6 separate regions of the Mus musculus genome follow, and regions 1, 2, 3, 4 and 6 are each linked to region 5. Evidence: chromatin contacts called from public Hi-C, HiChIP or PLAC-seq and Micro-C data. All regions are on one chromosome and are shown on one strand. Each heading gives the region's core, a stretch centred on a gene start, on an enhancer-like site or on the middle of the called end of the contact. The rest is flanking DNA. Distances are from core to core; before and after follow the strand shown.

Evidence for each region. Hi-C and Micro-C count contacts between places; a contact is called where the count stands out from the background. HiChIP or PLAC-seq counts read pairs in DNA pulled down with a chosen protein or histone mark.
Region 1: a contact with region 5 is called in a Micro-C map of embryonic stem cells, with 2.6 times the contacts expected there. The contact joins the promoter of Col15a1 here to the promoter of Gabbr2 in region 5. A contact is called at or near these places in 2 of 484 Hi-C or Micro-C datasets (both in embryonic stem cells).
Region 2: an H3K4me3 HiChIP or PLAC-seq map of forebrain shows a contact between it and region 5, with 4 times the contacts expected there. The contact joins the enhancer-like site here to the promoter of Gabbr2 in region 5. A contact is called at or near these places in 16 of 39 promoter capture datasets (the 3T3-L1 cell line, 3T3-L1-derived adipocytes, the C10 cell line and 10 more), 13 of 484 Hi-C or Micro-C datasets (bone marrow-derived macrophages, cerebellar granule neurons, cerebellum and 8 more), 10 of 115 datasets of contacts at active chromatin or transcription factors (SST interneurons, T-cell acute lymphoblastic leukemia, VIP interneurons and 7 more) and 4 of 9 other capture datasets (adipose tissue, embryonic stem cells, liver and 1 more).
Region 3: an H3K27ac HiChIP or PLAC-seq map of oligodendrocyte precursor cells shows a contact between it and region 5, with 6 times the contacts expected there. The contact joins the enhancer-like site here to the promoter of Gabbr2 in region 5. A contact is called at or near these places in 6 of 39 promoter capture datasets (the 3T3-L1 cell line, 3T3-L1-derived adipocytes, cranial neural crest and 3 more), 7 of 484 Hi-C or Micro-C datasets (the G1E-ER4 cell line, bone marrow-derived macrophages, cerebellar granule neurons and 3 more), 14 of 115 datasets of contacts at active chromatin or transcription factors (SST interneurons, VIP interneurons, bone marrow-derived macrophages and 10 more) and 4 of 9 other capture datasets (adipose tissue, embryonic stem cells, liver and 1 more).
Region 4: a Hi-C map of bone marrow-derived macrophages shows a contact between it and region 5, with 34 read pairs. The contact joins the enhancer-like site here to the promoter of Gabbr2 in region 5. A contact is called at or near these places in 12 of 39 promoter capture datasets (the C10 cell line, cranial neural crest, embryonic stem cells and 6 more), 6 of 484 Hi-C or Micro-C datasets (bone marrow-derived macrophages, brain, cortical neurons and 3 more), 22 of 115 datasets of contacts at active chromatin or transcription factors (SST interneurons, T-cell acute lymphoblastic leukemia, VIP interneurons and 16 more) and 4 of 9 other capture datasets (adipose tissue, embryonic stem cells, liver and 1 more).
Region 6: a contact with region 5 is called in an H3K4me3 HiChIP or PLAC-seq map of bone marrow-derived macrophages, with 6 times the contacts expected there. The contact joins the enhancer-like site here to the promoter of Gabbr2 in region 5. A contact is called at or near these places in 19 of 39 promoter capture datasets (the 3T3-L1 cell line, 3T3-L1-derived adipocytes, the C10 cell line and 11 more), 1 of 15 datasets of contacts at CTCF or cohesin (stem cell-derived epiblast-like cells), 15 of 484 Hi-C or Micro-C datasets (bone marrow-derived macrophages, cerebral cortex, cortical neurons and 4 more), 25 of 115 datasets of contacts at active chromatin or transcription factors (SST interneurons, VIP interneurons, bone marrow-derived macrophages and 16 more) and 4 of 9 other capture datasets (adipose tissue, embryonic stem cells, liver and 1 more).

What each region holds. Positions count from the first base shown.
Region 1 is chr4:47,206,576-47,209,767 of GRCm38.p6, forward strand. It overlaps Col15a1 (collagen, type XV, alpha 1), which reads left to right and starts at 1,437. Exons shown (of 40, transcript NM_009928.3): 1 at 1,437-1,787; 2 at 1,871-1,959. The coding sequence starts at 1,777. Gm12426 (a long non-coding RNA gene) reads right to left here and starts at 3,051. Exons shown (of 3, transcript XR_001784287.2): 1 at 2,719-3,051; 2 at 1,847-2,011.
Region 2 is chr4:46,834,661-46,837,821 of GRCm38.p6, forward strand. The region is part of intron 3 of Gabbr2 (gamma-aminobutyric acid (GABA) B receptor, 2); the gene reads right to left. Among named protein-coding and RNA genes, the nearest start is that of Gm32208, 13 kb to the right of the region's middle. Within about 2 kb of position 1,676, at least 17 of the 459 cell types and tissues checked have an H3K27ac peak or open chromatin away from gene starts, as enhancers often do. A contact at or near this core is called in SST interneurons, VIP interneurons, cerebral cortex and 2 more, where this site is marked.
Region 3 is chr4:46,809,885-46,812,881 of GRCm38.p6, forward strand. All of the region lies in intron 4 of Gabbr2 (gamma-aminobutyric acid (GABA) B receptor, 2), which reads right to left. Among named protein-coding and RNA genes, the nearest start is that of Gm32208, 38 kb to the right of the region's middle. Within about 2 kb of position 1,522, at least 5 of the 459 cell types and tissues checked have an H3K27ac peak or open chromatin away from gene starts, as enhancers often do. A contact at or near this core is called in oligodendrocyte precursor cells, where this site is marked.
Region 4 is chr4:46,750,808-46,753,854 of GRCm38.p6, forward strand. The region is part of intron 7 of Gabbr2 (gamma-aminobutyric acid (GABA) B receptor, 2); the gene reads right to left. Among named protein-coding and RNA genes, the nearest start is that of Gm32208, 97 kb to the right of the region's middle. Within about 2 kb of position 1,689, at least 40 of the 459 cell types and tissues checked have an H3K27ac peak or open chromatin away from gene starts, as enhancers often do. A contact at or near this core is called in T-cell acute lymphoblastic leukemia, acute myeloid leukemia, bone marrow-derived macrophages and 1 more, where this site is marked.
Region 5 is chr4:46,990,348-46,993,606 of GRCm38.p6, forward strand. It overlaps Gabbr2 (gamma-aminobutyric acid (GABA) B receptor, 2), which reads right to left and starts at 1,367. Exons shown (of 19, transcript NM_001081141.2): 1 at 761-1,367. The coding sequence starts at 1,078.
Region 6 is chr4:46,774,530-46,778,027 of GRCm38.p6, forward strand. All of the region lies in intron 7 of Gabbr2 (gamma-aminobutyric acid (GABA) B receptor, 2), which reads right to left. Among named protein-coding and RNA genes, the nearest start is that of Gm32208, 73 kb to the right of the region's middle. Within about 2 kb of position 1,657, at least 20 of the 459 cell types and tissues checked have an H3K27ac peak or open chromatin away from gene starts, as enhancers often do. A contact at or near this core is called in bone marrow-derived macrophages, where this site is marked.

The sequences.
Region 1 (3,192 bases), core at 187-2,686, 220 kb after region 5:
CCTATCTCATTTAGACACGGCCGTCTCTCCATAGACCCCTTGTTTGCTCGTTTGGAACAGGGTGGTAAGCTCTCAATCCAGTTTCACTCTGACTTATGAGCAAAGACAGACTTCAAGTGTGGTATTAAGTAGGACTGGTCCTTTGTCTTGTTGATGGGTGAAGCAGAAAATGGTGGCAACCATGGTAAACTGGAGGATATTGCCCAACTGATGAAATTCCAATAAAATCTGACATCAAAAATGCAGGTTCCATGTCATCAGGTCTACCTGAATTCTAATAGTCCACAAATTTGGTTTTTCAATTTGTGTGCATATATTTGTATGTACATGCATGTAGGAGTGCCCACAGAGGCCAGAGGAGGGTGTTAGGTCGCAGGAACTAGAGTTGCTGGTGATTGTAGCCTACTCTATGTGGGTGCCTGGACCTTGGGTTCTCTTCGAGAGCACTACATGCTTTTAACCCCTGAGCCATCCTTCCAGCCCTACAAAATATGGATCTTAATAAACAGTTCATAATTATAAAATGTTGTTATTATTAACTTTTTAATTTGGAAGCTATCACTGACCAAACTTATCTGCGGACCACATGGAGACCCAGGCCACCTGTTTATAGCCACTGGCTCTAACTGTCAAACAGAACAACCTTGGGTGCGACAATTTCCTTAGGTAAATCTATCTAGGAAGTCAGTTACAGATCTGGCTGGTGCATTTTACAAGTAATAGAGAAATCCAGACCCAAGAAAGCCAATTCCCCATGGTTAATCATTTGTAACAAGTGTTATACCCATCACAGAAGGCACAAAAGGGGAACGAGAGTTCAAATCCATAGACAGGGTGAACAGATGTCAAAGCCACCTTAAGTGGGCAGTATCCTTAGAATGCCCCCTAACTTCCTTGTTAGTTCCTTGGAGCCCTCCTGGCTTCCGGTGCCTCGGTCCCTTAAAAGCCAATGGCTCTGCCTGTCTTGACCCTTGTGGTGTGTCCTCACCCCCACGTTTCCTGCAGTGCACTAGTTAGTAACTGCAAGAGCTCCTAAGGATAGCGTTTTTCAAGAGCTAAGCTCCCAATTCCTGCCTTCTGTGTTGCTTGTTAGTTAAAGGGTGTCTTGTTCCCAGCGGGCAGGTAACACACCTGACTCTATGTGCCTAGGTCAACATTGAGACCTTACTCTTTTCTTCAATGTTGATTCTCTTGTGTGGCTCACTGGATGGATGCCTTGGTAAATCGTTTGGCTTCTCTGGACTTCAGTTCCCCTTGGTCAAGGTTTTGGGATTCCAAAATATTCAGAGCACACCCCACGAGTCCTTCAAAGTCCTCGCTCTGTGTATGACTTCCGTCCCCACCGTGTTACTCTGGGGCATGCAAGTGGGATCTTGGCTGGCCTGCTGGGTGTGGCACAGCAACCAGGAGCGACTTCAACCGCGTAGCTTTGGGACACTGCCACTCCCCTCTGAATCTCAATAGCCTAGTCTGTCATGTAAGGAAACCCCAGCGATCCCAGCCGGCCCTGGGTTGTGGAGCTCTGCGTCTGCATGCGGGGCTTTCCTCGCGGGTTACATAAGGCTCTGGGGTGGCGGGAAGAAGGGGGCGTGGGGAGGCGCAGCGGGGACCGGCGGCGAGGTGGGGCACCGCGCGTGGGGGAGCGCAGGGCGCGGCGGAGTCGGGTTTCAGAGCGCGGGTGACTCAGGCGCGGGCAGCAGCGGGGATCCCGCCGTCGCCACCGAGCGCAGCCTTTGTTCCGCGGGCGAAGTACAGCTGGGGTCCGGCGGCTGCACCATGACACACAGGTAGGACCCGCGCCCCGCTCCCCCTGCACCTTCGCCTCACCTCCTAGCCGCCGCCTCACCTTCTCTGCCACCGCTTCTTGCAGGAGGACCGCGCAGGGCCGGCGCCCGAGGTGGCTGCTCTCCATCATCTCCGCGCTGCTCTCCGCTGTCCTGCAGACCCGCGCTGCGACAGGTAAGCCACAGCCGCTTGGGTTTGCGCGCCCGGGTGCTACGGCGCCTCATTCCTGGACATAAAAGGGAGTACTTGCTTGGCGCGGCGCACAGCCGTCTTGCCCTGGGTCCTCCCGGGCCCCCCGGGTTCCTAGGCGCTGAGATGATTGCCTCAGCGAAGGCACACAAGAGTGTCTGGGCTGGACGTGGCTCACCAGAGCGGGCAGAGAGGGGTTTTAGCTGTACAGTGACAACACACTGCCAAACTATCCCAAAGCGCGCTGGGCTCCCGCGCTGAGGTCGTGCGCACTGGGCTGTAGGGTGAGCAGGTCCCATGTACACTCAGTCCATGGGAAAACATGGTCTTCGGCAGGGATACCTTGACATCCTAGTCGTTCCTGACATAACAGAACAGAGTCGCTAGCGTGTTTGGTTCAGCCTGAGTCACTAGAGGTCCCCATCCCTGCCGGACAGAGGCGCAGTGGATGATGGACTAAGCCTGAGAAACTGATCTTTCTTTCTCTTCTATGGGCCTCAGTTTCCCCTGAGAGGACTCAGAAGCTGTTGGATTAAAGTGGGTCTGACTTAAAGTCGAACTGCCGGTGTGAATTGCGCCTCTGTTGGGTGACTGTGGGCAACATTTTTTCACTCTGCATGCCTCAGTTTCCTCATCTGAGAAGATCTGGTAAACTAGACCCTCATTGTTCCAGAAGCGTTGAGAAGTGTAACGGACAGATGGGAAATAATGTCCTTTCCATGAGAATAAGTGTCGGAAAGATACCTTGCTCTTCTCAGGAGTGCCTGTGTTGGAAAGCATTGTTGGGGAGGCTTAGGAAGTGGCAACTATGAAAGCCAGAACTCAAACCCAGTTGGGCAGGTTCCTGTCCCTGCTCAGCCTTTGCATTATGTACTCAGCAAAACCAGGCTTTTGGAACAACAGCCCTGACCCGCTTTGGACTTAGAGAAGTAGCGCATAGCCCAGTTGAAAACAGTGAAGGCGGAGAAGTGTTGTATAGTCCCCTAGGAAGCTGGTCCAGGATTGGTGGTCTTGTTTGACTCCGTAGTTACTTGAAAATGCCTGGTATCACTCCGCCCGTGATCTGCAAGGGAGCAAGGCGCAGATGCAATGATAGCTTTTCCTGCCAGGGCGCCCAGCCTGGTGTTTCTTGCAGATCAAAGGGCAGTTGGAGCAGAGTTCTGGCTTCTCCCAAGGATAGCCAGTGTGGAAACCTTGCAATTTCCCATATGACATAGG
Region 2 (3,161 bases), core at 426-2,925, 160 kb before region 5:
AGAAACCAAGAAGCTAAAGGCGATGTGGTCCAGGGAACCAAGAGCAAGCTCATTCTTGATGTCGATGTTGTTGACAACTGCTCAGAAGACTCAAGGGAACTGAGAGAGGAGAAACTTCCGGAAGCAATACATTCAACACAACCAGTCCTAAGAGATGCTTGCAGGGAGATCAATAGCTTTCCTATAAGCCAGTGAGAACTACTTTAAAAATATTCTAGAAAGTAGATCCCATCTCCCAAGGCAGGCCTCAATGTAGGATACACAGAAGCAACCCCACCAGCCAAGGAGAGAACCTACACAAAGAAAACGAGGCTACTTTGCCAGCCAGCAAACAAGTGAGCCAAGAACTCCGTGTTTATGAATGTGCACCATGGGTCACAGAGGTGTCGTGTCTGCCGCAGAGCAATCGGAGAGTGGCTGGAATTCAGGCAAGAGAGTCAAGAGCATTCTGGGAGCCTCACCACAATCAATTTGGTGAAAATAAAGTTTGTGAGTGAAGAAGCGCGGACTATGAATCAGTCGCGCTGTGAGAACCCCTTAAGACCCAGGGTGCCAGGTCCACATTGGTTAGAGCAACGAAACACACTTCAATGCAGGAACGCTTCAAGCTGGTGCAGCCCTACTAAGCGCCACTGGGTCCCTAGCCCTCACGGAGCGTAGTCAGTGACGTGTGCCGAAATGATAATATTTAGGACATGTTGCAGCAAAGGAAACACATTGTTAAAGTTGATTTTGCCTATTTATTTTCTAACACTTTAAAATGTAGCCACCAGAAAGTTTAAAATCACATCTGTGGCGTGCGCTACATTTATATCCTGCGAAACTGGTCAAAAGCATATAGAAATGTATGTTATTTTCTAAAGGTCAACTTTAGCGTAGGCATTTTAAATGAGTCTGGAAAAGATCTAGTCATTAAATGCCGAAAGAATAATTGAGTGTCTGGGAGCAGGAGAAAAAGGATTTGATGCTTCAGACACTTATTTATTTATTTTAGCTGAAATTCAAGATAAGGCGGAACGCAACAGTGGACGCAATGGAAGAGAACAGACATAGTTATAAGAGTCCCTGTGATGAGGGGGTTTTGAGCACAGCGTTAAAGATGAGGAGCGTTAAAGGTGAGGAGAATGGCTTCGATAAACCTAGCCACATAAAATAACAAATCCCACTCGTCAACTCACAAAGCCAAGGTTCAAGGACTCATGAAACATGAGCAAATACCTCCCACAAACGTGAGAAGGGAGGGTGGCCTGGTATAAAGCAGGCTCACCAACCTGGGACAGAAGGATGGTCCAGTCAGGAAAAGTGCCAATCACATGAGCCGCCAAACTCACAAAAGGAAAATTAGAAACAAGAGGAGCCTTAGGAAAGAGATTCAATCTCAATAGTAATCAAAGAAATGCAAATTAAAACAGCCACTGCCAAGGGTGAGAGAATGTGCGTTGAGGCGCTGGCACTCAGTGGTGTGATCTTCTCGGAGGACAATTTGGCAACACACACAAAAGGTTCAAAATGCACGAGTGCTATTTCTAGGAACCATCCCTGGAAGATAATCAGAGATGCGCAGACAGAAGTTCCAATAAGAGTCCATTGTATCTCTGTGTATAATCAGCCACAAACTGGCAGTTACCTCCGCGTTCTGCATCAGGGCCTCTCCTCGCTTGAGTAAGTGATAGCGCGCCCAGCGAGCCAGGGAGCGAGGGAGCGAGGGAGCGAGGGAGCGGCAGGGGCTTTTGAACAGGGACCGGATGAAGGCGGTGGCAGGAAATCCAGATCTGCCTCGTTCCAACATATCTTGGAATGACAAATAAAAATTTTGAAGAAAAATAAAACGCTAACAGCTCTGGAAGCACTTCAGCAGGCAGAATAGTTGCAGAATAAAGGAAGGAAGGGTCAGACGGCAGAGTGAATAAGACTGGAAAATAAGCCTGAAATATGCCCCAGGGACAGACAGCTACTGGTCACCAGGGTGCGGTGGGGACACTCGCTAACCTGGGAGGATGCTCACTCCAGGCCGAGCACATAGGAAGAATACATTGCTCCTGGCCGCAGAATTCTTCACACTTGTTAGGAAAACCATCACGACCGAGCTTGATGCTAACACTGGTTTCTGGGCTTTGCCCTCCTGAAGTGGTTCGTGTGTGGAGGACTTGGTCCTCTGTGTGGCTGTGGTGGAAAGTGATCAGACCTTGAGACATGAGGCCTGGTGGGAACTAATTACGTCCTGGAAGGTGTTCCTTTCAGAAGGAAGAGATGCAGTCCTCAAGAGAGGGCTGACTAGCCATGACTGGCCTTCTCACACCCTCAGGTCTGCAGTGAAGCTCTCAGAAGACTCTAGCTGATGTTGGTGCCACATCACTGACCCTCCGGAATGACGAGTTGGGTAAACAATTTTTCTTTATAATACACTCGGTCACAGGTGTTTTATAATGGCAATAGGAAAATGGACTAACTAAAGTTATGGCTGACTTTTTATTTTCCTTCCCCCCCTTTCTTATTTTGTCAACTTTCTGCATCAAGAACCTTATCAACATGACAGAAAATAATAATTAATATTTTAAAAGAATACACATGAAGAGTCACTGTAGCCTTGTAACTTCTCTTCTTCATGACTACAGGGTTTCTTGGCTTCAGGTCTGTTTGTCCTCATCGGCCCTGAGGACTGTGACCACCCCACTCTCTTCTAAAAAAAAAACCCCTTCCATGGCTTTCTATAGATGACAGGAAGCTTGGCTTCCTCACAGCTGACTCTCCCAACCAAATATTCACAATTTCCTGGAGGCTCTATCCAACATCTCCATTCCATTCCTTTCACACAGGCCCTGGGGCTCCCGAAGCCAGGCAGATGGGCCTTGGGGGAGAACTCGAAGCCAGAGTGTACCAGAATAGCTGTGGAGAACCTACACACATGCTGCCTGTCAGCTCAGAGGCCGTCTGAAGTAAGGCATGCTGGGAGCAGGGTGCGAGCAGGTGTGGTGGGGCGTGCTGGTCTCTAAGATCTGGGAACTGGGGGATAATAAAATAGCATGCTGAAACAGCACGTCAAGAGTTCCGGGGGTCTGGAAGGAAGTGCCAAGAGATGGGCTGCTCAGCACACACAGCTCCCTACTTGCTTCTGGGGTGAAGTGGGAGTCAAGGATGCTTGCCAAAGACCCCTCCCCCCA
Region 3 (2,997 bases), core at 272-2,771, 180 kb before region 5:
CTGTGAGTCCCCACCTGAGTTGGACTCTGCTGTCCTCTCTCTTTGATGGGCCCAATGCTGGTTCACCTTTGTGCCCTCTCAGCTGCAGAAAGCTTACCAGTATTGGGCTATTTTTACGACTCATTCAAAAATAGGTTACTCTTTTTAGAGTCAGAGACCTGGTTCCAGCAGGTGTACCGAGTCTTTTGACAGCGAGACTCGGTGATGTCATCCACAATGTTTATACTTACGAACTGCACAACCTAGTTACCAGTAGACACTGCAGAAACCTTTCGCAATGTTCTAAAAAGGTTACAGTTTTGTGTCGGACCCCATTCATAGCGATCTTGGGTTGCATGTGCCCTGTGGGACACAGGTAGAGATCCCATGATGCCTTGTGGGAGTTCAGCCTTTAATAGGTACTTAAGGTGAGTACTGGGGATTCCTGCCAAGCCCAAGACTTGCTGACTCCCATGTCCCCCATCTTTTGCCTCCCCCCACGTGTGTAAGCTGCAGAGCTATCTCCTTTCTGATTTATTGATGAGAAGGCTCATAAGGGAAAGGATATGAGCATTATCCGGAATGTTCAAAGGCTATGGAAGAATCCCTCAGCTACCGAGGGGCAGATGGGCATGAAGCCGGGACCATGCTGTGTGGCTCCGTGCCCTCCTTCAGCCTCACCCCCACACTGCCACGTCTGTCAGGGTGCTGCATGGCCTCCAGCCTGGGTCAAGTTCCTTGAGCTGCATTTTCTCAACGTGTAGAATGGAGATAATAATACTTCCTATAGGGGGCCAGGTAGTAAATAATCTAGGTTTTTATGGGCAATTATTCTCTGTGGCAATTACTCTGTTTTGCCGCTGGAGCACAAAAGCAGCCCAAAGCAGTGTGCTAAATGAATGTGTTACAATAAAACTTTATTTATAAAACGGAACGGAGGGCCAGATTTGGCCCATTGGCCATCATTTGCTGGCCGCTACTGTATAGTAACTGGGAGGATTAAAAGAATGGATAAATCTAAGCACAAATCAAGCACTGGGTAGTGTCTGTCATGGGTGTTGAAGCAGAAGCAGGGGCTGAGGTCAGAGGACAGGCTGTGAAGAGATCAGAGGTGAGATCCCTGACCCCACCAGTGATGCCCACACAAGGTTGCTCTGTGGGCCTAGGGACCACAGGGAGCTCTCAGTCTCCTGGCTCTTCATGGCTTTTACAGGAACTCCTAGGATTATTTCAGAATGGGACATGCCATGGATTCATTTCTTGCTTCTCATCCTTTTCTTGGGTTTCCAATGTGACACCAGCCACCAATTCTTCAATCTTGGGAGTGCTCTGCTCGAGAGGACTGTCATAGGAGCTTATTGGGTGTCTGACAATAGCTGGGCAAGGAGCGGAAGGAAAGAAGTCCAGGCCTGCTTGGGTCAAAGCCTGCACTGAGCTCCTGTTTGTGGTGAGGAAGAGAGGAGCACCGTGGGAAGGCTACACAGAGAGGAGAGTGTGCTTAGCAAGCATTCAAATGCAAATGTCAGTTATGCCTGTAATGGAAAAAGAGAGCTAACGGGAGCTTCCTGTTCTGTGTTCCTCCTACCTTGGAGTCCTCCTGCAGGCCAGCTCTGTAGTTCACCAAGCTATCAACTGGAGTAGGGACAACCCACGTGCCTGGTCATCTCACACCACTGTCCCCTCATCCATAGCAGGCCTGCCCAGTGCCTGCTTCTTGATCCCCTTTGGCAGGATTCTGGGTGCGTTGTAGAAGACCTCTGGCCAGCCATTAGCCCTTAATACCTGCATCAGGATGCTGGGGTGGGTTCCATACTGCAGGAACTCAAGAGGTTGAGGCAGAACAGGCCATAAAGATCCTATCTCAAACAAACCAAACCAAACCAAACCAAACCAAACCAAACCAAACCAAACCAAACCAAACAACAACACACACACAAACAACTAAATACAAAACAAACAAACAAACACCCACACAACAACAGAAACAAACACAAAAACAACAATCTGGCATTTCATGTTGAAGTTGACCTCATTCAGGTTTCTGGTCAGAATTGCTGTTTGGTCTGCCATGGCCTATTTGGAGCATTGTTTTAAAGCTTGCTTTGTTTGGGCACATGGACCAGACTTTCCTTGCTGCTGTCTTCCATGTTCTGGCAGCTTTGGGTTTGAATACCACCATGTTGTTCCTTCAGCCCAGGTTTATCTTAGTGTCCTCTAGCTACAGTTTTAGATGTAGGTGGCGGTAGAGAGGGGTTCCTGGGTCTCACGCCAGCGGGGTTCTGACTCTCAGCTCACTTCAACCGTCCTCCTCTGTCAGGCTTGGCTGTGAACTTGCCTCTCTTGGGTCTCTTCTCTTACAGAAACCAAGAATTTGGTGTCTGTTTTTTCAAGTTTCCATTTCTCAGGCTCTGAGGGTGCACTCTGGATTTCACATCTCTGTTACTGTTGCGGTGCCCATTTCTGTACTCTATGGGAGGTCCCATGCTTTTCCCCATGTACAGCAATTGTTTAGACGGCTCTCTTTTCTGATTCTGCGGTCCCCACTTGCCTGTTTCTATCCTGACCTCAGCTATAAAGTGTATCATGGTTCCCAGCTGGCTCTCAGGACCACCTTCCAGAAAGGTTCCCTGTTGGTATGTCACGTGAGCCTCACACAGTAACATGTATGTCCCAGCTGCTCCAATAACCCTAGGGTTTCATGGTACAAAGAGGCTGGAGGGCAGCCTGGGTGTGAGAACCTTGGGGGAAGTTTGACTCCCGCCCCTGCTACAACCCCCATAGCTCTGTCTAGATTATTTGTGGGATTTATCCTTCAAGTTTGTACATTAACACATCTGTTAAAATGTGTCTAGGTGTCCTTTCCAATACCAAAGTGGCTAGGACACAGAGACCAGCTAGCTAGCCAGTACATACAGCCTTACATGTTTGCACTAATTGCATTTGATAGTTCAACAATGGTCAAATATGGGCAATTTCGTGGGATCCACCTTTGTTTCCTATGGTGCATGTTGGATGTGT
Region 4 (3,047 bases), core at 439-2,938, 240 kb before region 5:
TTCCCAGTGCTGTTTATGTTGAAATGAGAAGTGGAATTGTAAAATTCCTGGGCGAAACCCTGGGCATATGGCTTGGTGTAGGAAGCCTTGAATATAAAGAGATCCTGTCTCAAACTCGGTGAAAGGTGAGGACCAATACCCGAGATCGTCTCCAGCTTCCATGTGCACGCAGGCATACATGCGCGCGCGCGCACACACACACACACACACACACACACACACACACACACACACACACGAGTGCGATCACAGTTTCATTTTGTTTAGTAGTGCCAGGGATCAAACACAGGACCCTGTGCACATGAGCTGAGTGCTCTACCATCGAGCCACATCCCTAATTGTTTTATTTAAGACGCAGGCTCTCTCACTGGAGTTGGTGAAAACTCAGGAAGGAAGCTGTTTCCATGGAATCCTGCTTTCCTCTCACTGTGTGCGGAGCATTTGCAGCCAGGGCAATGGTGGTCCATACGCACTGCATTGTCAGGAGAATGCCTGGGGTGGAGGTGGGGTGGGGCATGGGATGGGGGCAGTCCCTAAGGTGAGGCAGGCCTGTGTCTTTAAGAGCTAAGAGGATCCCGCACCTCATCTTCAGAAACACCTTCCAAAGCCACTTTGACACCTTGAGAAGCCCTGTAGACAGCTGTGAGTAGTATCAGTTTGAAACTGAACACCCACCCAATTCTACATTCAGGTGACAGTAAGCAATTCCCTAAAGTGTGAAAACACTTCAAGGGAAGGTGAGACAGGAGCTGTGATTTTATTTCTAGGGATGATTGGAAATCACAGAACACCTTCCAAAAAGATCATGTTTATGCAAATGGACCACTTTACCTGGGTGGGAAAGATGCAAACCACTCTCCACAAGGAGAAAATGGAAAGAAATTCCCCCCAAGGGCAGAGCCCTAAATTCTTTGCCGATCTCTTGCCAGCATCTGAAGAATCCCAAAGGCAACTAGGAGTAGAATGTGGTCTGTCCGGTGGTGGATTCTTTGCTGGTTATATTAAAAAGCATGTGGGGGCGTGTGCGTGGCCAGATGGAATGGGTGGGAGAGAAAAACACTCTCCTGCTTTGTAAAAATTTATTGTTACTTTAAAAATTGTGTGTGTGTGTGTGTTCATGTGAGCGTGTGCAACACATTAGTTCAGGTGCTCACAGGTGTCATGTGACGCAGTTTACCGAGCGACCTGCCACTCAGTTTCCCTTCATCATTGTCAACTACTCAGAGGGCCGTTGGCCTGGATGAGGAAGGACTCTTGCTCCTGAGTAATGAAGGAAGCCTCTTTAGAAGCTACCCTCCGGGTTACAAGATGACCAGCTCACAACACGACATTTGGCCTACCCTGTGCCAAGTATTCTTTGTTTTAAATATGGGTCTCACTACGATGCCCAGGGAGCCTCTTCCTCAGCCACTGAATAGCCAGCTAAGTCTCCAGGGGTGCTATACTATGCTCTGCCCAAGTACCCCACTGGGCACCGAGTCTCACTCTAGGGGACTGTTGTATCAATCAATGAATAAGAAATGTCAGTCAGTGATGGGGCTGTGATGGTGAAGAAGGAAGAGAGGCTGATCTAGCTGTGGACTTGGTCTTGCTTCTCTGAGTTCTTTCTGCAGTCCTTGCTCCTGGGTCTCATTCCCACCTCCCTTCCTGTAGGCAACACTTGCTTCACTGTCTGCTTCCGGCAACCTAACCCAAGACTTCCTGTTGGGGAGGGGATGTGGGCAGGAAGAGGAGGAGGCGAGGGCTTCTGAGAGAAGTCCTAGGGTTCACCAGCCTTCTCTGGCTTTTTGTGGTAGATCACTGCAGTCAAACAGTGTGAGAGGCAGGTAGGAAGACAGGGAAAACTGGAGACATGAGGAGAGAGGAGGCTTCGTCCCGGAACACAGCTGACCTTTCTCTCCAGCGGGGATGCAAGAGTTCCGGCGGGGTTAGCCCCTGCTTAAGGCCTTTGCCCTGTCACAGGTGCAAACGTGTGCTTTCCTAGGATTCTCACTAGACGCCCTGTTTACAGGGACAGGCAAGTACTAACCCTCTTGTGCAGCCTGTCAGGTTACAATTCCATCTCTGCCGGCTCAGACCCACCTCACTTATCAAAAGATAGAGAGAAGGAAATATATGTTTCTTAGCAACCCTTTGAGATATAACTCAAGCATCTCCAAAATAGCATATAGAATTACTAATAAGACAAGGACTTTTGTCCTTTGAGGAGCCTGTTGCCCACACGTGGGTGTGTGTATTACTCTCCGCAGTTCCCAAGTCCGTGCCCTCAGGCAGGCCTTGTGTTTCCTTCTGAATTCTCTTTCTTCTACCTCTCATATTTAACTCTATGTTTAAAGTGGTTCGACCTAAAATTCTTTGCTCCGAAGCCACCAATCTCAGTTTGACCCACACTAAGGTTCCTAGAAGATGAGGGGACTCCTCAGGCTGCCGAGAGAGGCAGCATGGAGCTGTGTCTTGGTCTCCTTCCTACTTTCTAAAACCCCAGAATTGTGCTCCCCTTTCAGAAAGCCTTTACATATATAAATGTCACGGCTCTCCTTGAGCAGAGCCAGTCCAGGGCTGCCGCCTCACTGGGGACCAATCCATGTGAGAAATTAGATCCCAAGGCAACAGGGTTTGGTAGCTGCGACCCAGGCAATACTCATAGTTCACTCTCTCATCCATATATTCTTCTCTGTGTTGCAGGGGTGTTCAGGCCTCCCAGTCACATTTCCCATAATCCCCTGCTAACCAGTTCCATTTGCGTCTTGCTAATGGGAAGCATTCACAGGGAAAAGTTCATATCAGGGATTTTTTTTCCCCAATCCCCATCCTGGTTTTGGGCACAGTAGTAAAAGCTACAGGTGATCAAAGATGGAGTGGGGCCAAGTGGTACCCAGCTACCTGCTGAGTGCTTAGAGAGATACAGTCTCCAGTGTGGCAGATCTGGCAGGGCTAGGGGCAGCATCCACAGGGTCCAGCGTGCTTCGATGTCACCTCTTTATTTGATTTGTATTCTACATCTGCTCCTTGATCACTTTGAGAAACCCATTTGGAAGTTAGATAGC
Region 5 (3,259 bases), core at 117-2,616:
AGAGGGGAACCCTCTGCCACACTCCAAGTCTAGGCTCCCACGACACGAACGCCTCAAGTGTGCACCTGCTCAGCGGTGTTAGCAGCTGCTGAACAAAAGTGGAAGCGCGATCGGACACCACCACACGTCCCGGGCTAGACCTGTCAAGCCACTCTATGAGCAACTAACCCAAGGCGGGGAGAGGGGGAAGGGGAGTCTCCCAAAACTGCTCCAGCTACTGCCAGCGCTGGACAGATCCAGGCAGCAGCGCTGCAGAACCCTCCGGGCTCCGAGGCTGACCGTGGCGCGCGCGAGCCCTGAGCTGCAGAAGTGCACCACAGGATCGGTCCTGCCCGAAGCTTGGCCCCCGAGGGTCCTGGAGCCCTCTAGCCCTAAAAGGGCGGCTTGGAATTTTTAGGGTCTGGGAATAGGCCCCATAGCCTGTCCAGCTGTGGCTGGCCCAGTTTGTAATCAGTGTGCGTGTTCCTCTTACTTGGCACCTGACAACCCTAGGAGCAGCACCGGACAGGGGCAACCGGCGCAGGCCTCTGGGAGTCCAACCTCTCACATCTCTAACTCCTCCTCTGGTCAAAGGAGACCCCCATTCCACACCCACACAGAGGTGGAAGGTGCTCACAGATCAGGGTCCCACCTGCTCCAGCCAAGCCCAGTGAGACCCTGATGGACCCAGTACGCGGTCAGCCAGCGAGGAGGAGACAATCACGGCTCTGTCCCTCCTCGACGCCCCCAGCCTCGACGGCATGGGTCACTGGACACTTACCTCGGTGTCGTAGAGTCGCAGGTCCAGGAAGTAGGGGCGCAGGAGTGACTCGTTGCGGATCTGCTCGATGGCTAGCTCCACGGCGGGGAGCACGCCGCGCCCGATGCTGCCCTTGGCCACCTCCTTGGTGAGCGGCATGAGGCCCATGATGGAGAGCGGCGGGCTGCTGGGCGGCGGCCGGGGGGCGCCCCGCGCCCAGCCCCAGGCCCCGGGAGCCAACGACAGCAGCAACGACAGCAGCAGGGGCAGCAGCAGGCGCGCGGGCGGCGGCGGTGGCGGCGGCGGCCGGGGCTGCCCGGAGCTCGGCGGGGAAGCCATGCCGCGCCGCGGGCTGCGGGCGCCAGCTCACTCGGCCCGCATGGCCTGGCCCGGCCCGCCGCCCGGCGCCGAGCTCTGCCCGCGGCTCCCGCGCAATGGCGCCGGCACGGGCCCCGGCTCGGCTCCGGCTTCTGCTCGCTCAGAACGGCCGCGGCGGCGGCGGCGGCGCCCGTGACGGATCAATCACGCCGGGAAGGGGTGGGAGCCAGCGGAGTGCGGGAGGCGGGGAGCCAACGAGCGAGCGAGCGAGCGAGCGCCGAGGGGGCCGAGTCTCCGCGCGCCTCTCTCCAGCGCGGCCGCCCCGCACCCGGCCGCCTCCTCCCGCCTCCGTGCGCGATCGCAGCTCTTTCCTGCTCGGAGCCGCGGGACGTCGGACCCTGGAGCCCGGCCAGGGGAGGGAGGGCGGCAGGAGGCTCGGGAGGCGAAGGCAAGGCTGCTGAGCGGCGGCTCGGGCCGCCTCCGGGGACAGGGACGGGCCGTGCGCGCCGGGGGAGGGGGAGGCGCCGGCGCTGCGGCTGCCGCGGGGAGGGCCGTGCTCCCGGCACACGCACACTCGCGCCCCGGGCGCTGCGCCGCGCCGGCTGCTGCGGCCGGCTGACCCCGCCGCCGGGGACTGAGCTCCAGAGCCCCACGTTCGGGGGAATCGAAGCTGCTATGCGCGGGGGACGCGGGCGCCTCGCCTTGCGCTTCCTGTAGCACCTGCAAGGTGGTTGGGTACTGCTTCTCCCAGGTCTGGGCGGGCGAGTCGAGGAAACGAACGTTCTACAAAGGTGTCCTAGGGGCACCAGCAGCCTGCGCTCTCCTGTGCCAGCTACCAGGGAACCTGGGACCCTTGATCCAGTCTGGAGTCCTTTGCCAAGCCCAGGTCAGGGCTGGGATAGGAGACCTATGAGTACTACCGCCTCCTCCAGGCGTTTGACCTCCCGGTGTCCCCAGTCCCAGAGGGCCCCGCCTTAAAATTCTCCCCTGGGTGGGAACCCTGTCTTCAGTCCCAAGAAGCACAGCCTGGACTTGGCTCATTCTGTCTCCCAGGTGGTATAAACACACTGGATAACCCCAGGCAAAGTAGTCCTGGACAAGATGAACCTGAGTAACCCCTCTGTGCCTCCCTGTGAATCATGGCACTTGTGAGCACTAACCTACAACATCCCAAAGCCTGACTAGTACAAGGATACATTACATTACATTATAAAACAGCCCATCCAAGCATTGTGGACCAAAAGCACGACCTTGTAACAAGGGTGGGAATTTAACCTTCACTAACTGCTTGCTACCTGACATATCTGATGTATCCTCAAAACAGCCGTATACGCTTAGTACAGTGGGTCTATCATTCCCGTTTTACAGAAGAATACACTGATCGATAATATACAGCTAATACAGGGGAAGCAGAATGCACAGCCACAAAGGACTCTTATGCACCCCTGATATTGGAAAGCCCTTCCAAAAGGAGGACATGGAGGCCACGGTGCTCTCAGTAGCTCTAGATCCCGTTCCTCCACACAGTTTGTAATGGGTCATCTAAATGGAGTCTGCATATTTGGAGCTGGGCAGGAAACCCGGAGGAAACCTGGAAGATAGAGCCCAGGCTGAATTGAGGACGGCAGTACCTTGGACAGCTCCAGAGACCCTGAGGCCAAATCAGCCAGGGCGCCTGCCCGCATAGCCACTTTCTAGGCGGCTATAATTCCTCCCCTCTCGGCTGAAGGTTTTGTACAAGAGCACAGCTCATCCAAGCACCCCCATCTTCCAGCCAAAAAAATAGTCTAGAGGTAATAGTCACCCCAGACATTCTAGAAGATGTCTCACTGACAGGAGGAGACCCATCTCCCTGCCCACCAGCTTGGCTCCAGGCCAGACTCTGACCTCATGCCTCACTTTGCTTGTCTGGGCATTCTGGCTCCCAGTTTCTGCCCTGATCTTGAGTTCCACTGTGGGTAACTGGAACCTTGGTGTTTTTCCTAGTTCTGAGTCCCTGCCTGCCTCAATCACTAGCCAGGAATCCCTGCTCTTGTATAGGTGGAGCTGGGCTGCTTTCAGCTACTAGCCATTCCACTTAGCTATATTCTACTTAGGAGACTCTCCTCCATGTTTGCCAGGAAGGTAAGGAACTGAAGAAAGCAACTCCAGCCATTGTCCCTGTTGAGTTGCTGTTCTGGTTGAGAAAAGAGACAGTATTTA
Region 6 (3,498 bases), core at 407-2,906, 220 kb before region 5:
CCAGAGAAACCTCCACGATCTGATAGGCGAGAATAATAGCAAAAGGAGAGGAGACACCTGTGTCCAGGGAGTGAGTGTCAGCTGGCTGGGAGGCCGTTTTGATACTGGTCTGATGGTCCCCAATACCCCTTAAGCGAAAGAGATCATGGGACTCTTAAGGACACAAAGAAATAAGAAGCCAAGACTTGGGGCTGTAGAATGCCCCGCCCCTCTGTGGACCAGGTGAAAAGACAACAGAATGAAAAGACACTGTTGGAACAAAACGCAGAGCCTGATCCCCGGCAGGTAGCGGCGCCAGGGGCGGGGCTAGGGGCGGAGTCAGGGGCGAGGCTGGGGCAGTGTCGGGTGGCATCGGGCAATCAGGTGGACACAAGCGTGATGTACACCTGTGATCGCAGCACGTGGGAAGGTGGAGGCAGGAGGATCAGAAGTTCAAAGTCATCTTTGGCTACATAGTGAGTAGATAAGCCTGAGACATGTGAGACAAAAAAATTAAGTGTGAGGAAAAAAAATTAAGGGTCTTCCTAGAAGTGGCTGGCCTAAAAAACAAAAACAAAAACAAAACAAACAAAACAAAACAAAACAAAACAAACAAACAAAAACCAAGGGCAGAGTCCTCCTAGCTGCATACCAGTGTCTTCCTTGCTGTTCCCCAAGGGCCACAGTGTTCCCTACCTGGAAAGGTGCTGAGGGAGGACTCATTGGTTAGTTTCATCTTCATCCTTTGCATGGGACTTGTTTTGTTCCCTAAAGGAAGTTTATAGAGATGTAGAGCAAACAGGACGGTTGAAAGGCAGAGGACAGCTTAGGTTCAAATCTCAGTGTCTGCACTCACCTGAGCTCTGAGGGAGTTCGTGGGGGAAACGAATTAACCTTTTGGTTTTTTTTTTCACAAAGTGTTGCTAGTTTCTACTTTGTGGGGCCTAATTAGTTTCAAATGAAGACTCCTGATTTGGGAGGCTCACAGAACAGCAGCACACTGTCCTCCAGTCCTGGAGGCAGAAGGTTGTTGTGGACCATTGCTTCCAAAGCCTGAGCAGGTGGGCTAGCTACCTGTCCCCTGACTTGTGGTGGCTTGCTGGCAGTCTTTGGTGTACCATGGTTCTTAGAAGTGTCACCCCTCTACCTTCTTCTATCCGGGGCCTTGCTCCTGTCTGTGTGTCTGTCAACTTGTGCTTTTATGAAGACACTACTAATGCCACTATTCTGTGTAGTGTGACCCCAACCAACTGCACCTGAAATGTGCCAAGGCCCTCGGGCTTAGGAATCCAACATACAAATGTGGGTGCGGCAGAAACATTAACCCACAACAGAGCTTATTGTGAGAGTTAAATGAAATGCTACAGGGGGAACTAAGCTCAGTACTCAGCACAGAGCAAGCACTCAGCAAGCACTCGGTGTTCCTACCCATTCCACCTGTCATTACAGCAAAGGCTACTGTGACCAACATGTTCACAGCTCCTTCAGGGCTCATGGTCTGCTTGTCTCTGGGACCAGACTGCCTGCTCAGGGAGGCCACTAAAGTTCTAAACGATACACTCCCCCATGCTGTTTTTTGTTTAAAAAATAGGTAATTTTCTCCCCTGCCTTGAGGAAGTGAAACTCGCAGGCTTTGTCGGGTTAGGCATCAATTCACACAAATTGCTAAGCCACACTGTTTGGATCTCTCAAATGTATCTGACAGCAGGAGTGGGAGGCGGTGGATTTCAGAGTGGTGTGTTGTCTGCACTCATGTGTAATTGTGTTTGCGTCAATGTCTCAGGCACAAGGTTTCAAGACTTCTGGGGGTTTTCCTGTGTTTAAAAGTCCTGTGTGTGTGTGTGTGTGTGTGTGCGTGCATGTGCATGTGTGTGTGCGCGCGCGCATGCGTGTGCATGTGTGGAGCTCAGAGGAGAACGTTAGTTACTGGTCTTCTTTACACATTGTGGGAGGCTGGGTCTATGTTCAACAGGCCTACTGGTCCAGGAGCTTCCTGCGATTCCCCTCATCCCCACATCCTGGGTCACAGTAGATGTGCTGGGATTACAGACCTGTGCTACCGCGCCTGGCTTCACATGGGTTCTGGAGATTAAGTCTCAGATCTTTGTGCTTGTGACACTCTATCCACTGAGCCACCTCCCCAGCCCGAGACGTCTGCTTTTGGAAGGAGAACCCTGGATTGTAGTCATACTATGACCATTTATTCAGTCAACAAACATTCAATTCATAGACTAAGAGCCAGGTCTCACTCCAAGTCACAAGGACTGTCCCTACACTACTGTCACCATTGGCTCACAGGCTCACTGTCTAAAAGAGGAGACAAGCTTACATCCAAACAATTTGAGCTGGAACCATATTGCCACTCACTACTTACCTGGGATCCTGGTGGCCCCTCTCTATCTCCCATCTATCTCACCCGATGGTTCAGACCAGGTATCTTGTAGGCAACCAGTGATAGGCAACCCTACCTCACCCAACCCCTGGTAGGCCAAAGTTAGCTTGTCAGAGGAGGTGGGAGTGCTGGGAATATCACTTATCTACATGGGCTTGAGTCACCCAGATGGGTAGCCTGGCCCTGTGCAATCTGCTTACCTCACTCATGTGGACTTGGAATCTCTCTTTAATCTATGATAGGAGCATTCATTACTCCAATCATTCATTCAGGTGCTATTTATCAGACATGCCTATGTCCCATGTATAAGATACTGCAGAAAAAAAAACAGGCAGTAATTGAGCTGAACTGTGTGTCAGATGGAAACCACTGTGGGCAAGGATGAAGCTTGGGGCAGTGAGTAGATGGGAGGGTCAGAGAGTAGATGGGAGGACAGTGAGTAGATGGGGAGGATGATGAGTAGATGGGGAGGGCAGTGAGTAGATGGGAGGACAGTGAGTAGATGGGAAGGACAGTGAGCAGGTGGGGGACAGTGAGTAGATGGGGAGGACAGTGAGTAGATGGGGAGGACAGTGAGTAGATGGGAAGGGACAGTGAGTAGATGGGAAGACAGTGAGTAGATGGGGAGGACAGTGAGTAGATGGGAAGGACAGTGAGCAGGTGGGGGACAGTGAGTAGATGGGGGACAGTGAGTAGATGGGGAGGACAGTGAGTAGATGGGGGGACAGTGAGTAGATGGGGAGGACAGTGAGTAGATGGGAGGACAGTGAGTAGATGGGGAGGACAGTGAGTAGATGGGGAGGACAGTGAGTAGATGGGGGGACAGTGAGTAGATGGGGAGGACAGTGAGTAGATGGGGAGGACAGTGAGTAGATGGGAAGGACAGTGAGCAGGTGGGGGACAGTGAGTAGATGGGGAGGACAGTGAGTAGATGGGGAGGACAGTGAGTAGATGGGGAGGACAGTGAGTAGATGGGGAAGACAGTGAGTAGATGGGGAGGGACAGTGAGTAGATGGGGAGGACAGTGAGTAGATGGGGAGGGACAGTGAGTAGATGGGAGGACAGTGAGTAGATGGGGAGGACAGTGAGTAGATGGGGAGGACAGTGAGTAGATGGGGGGACAGTGA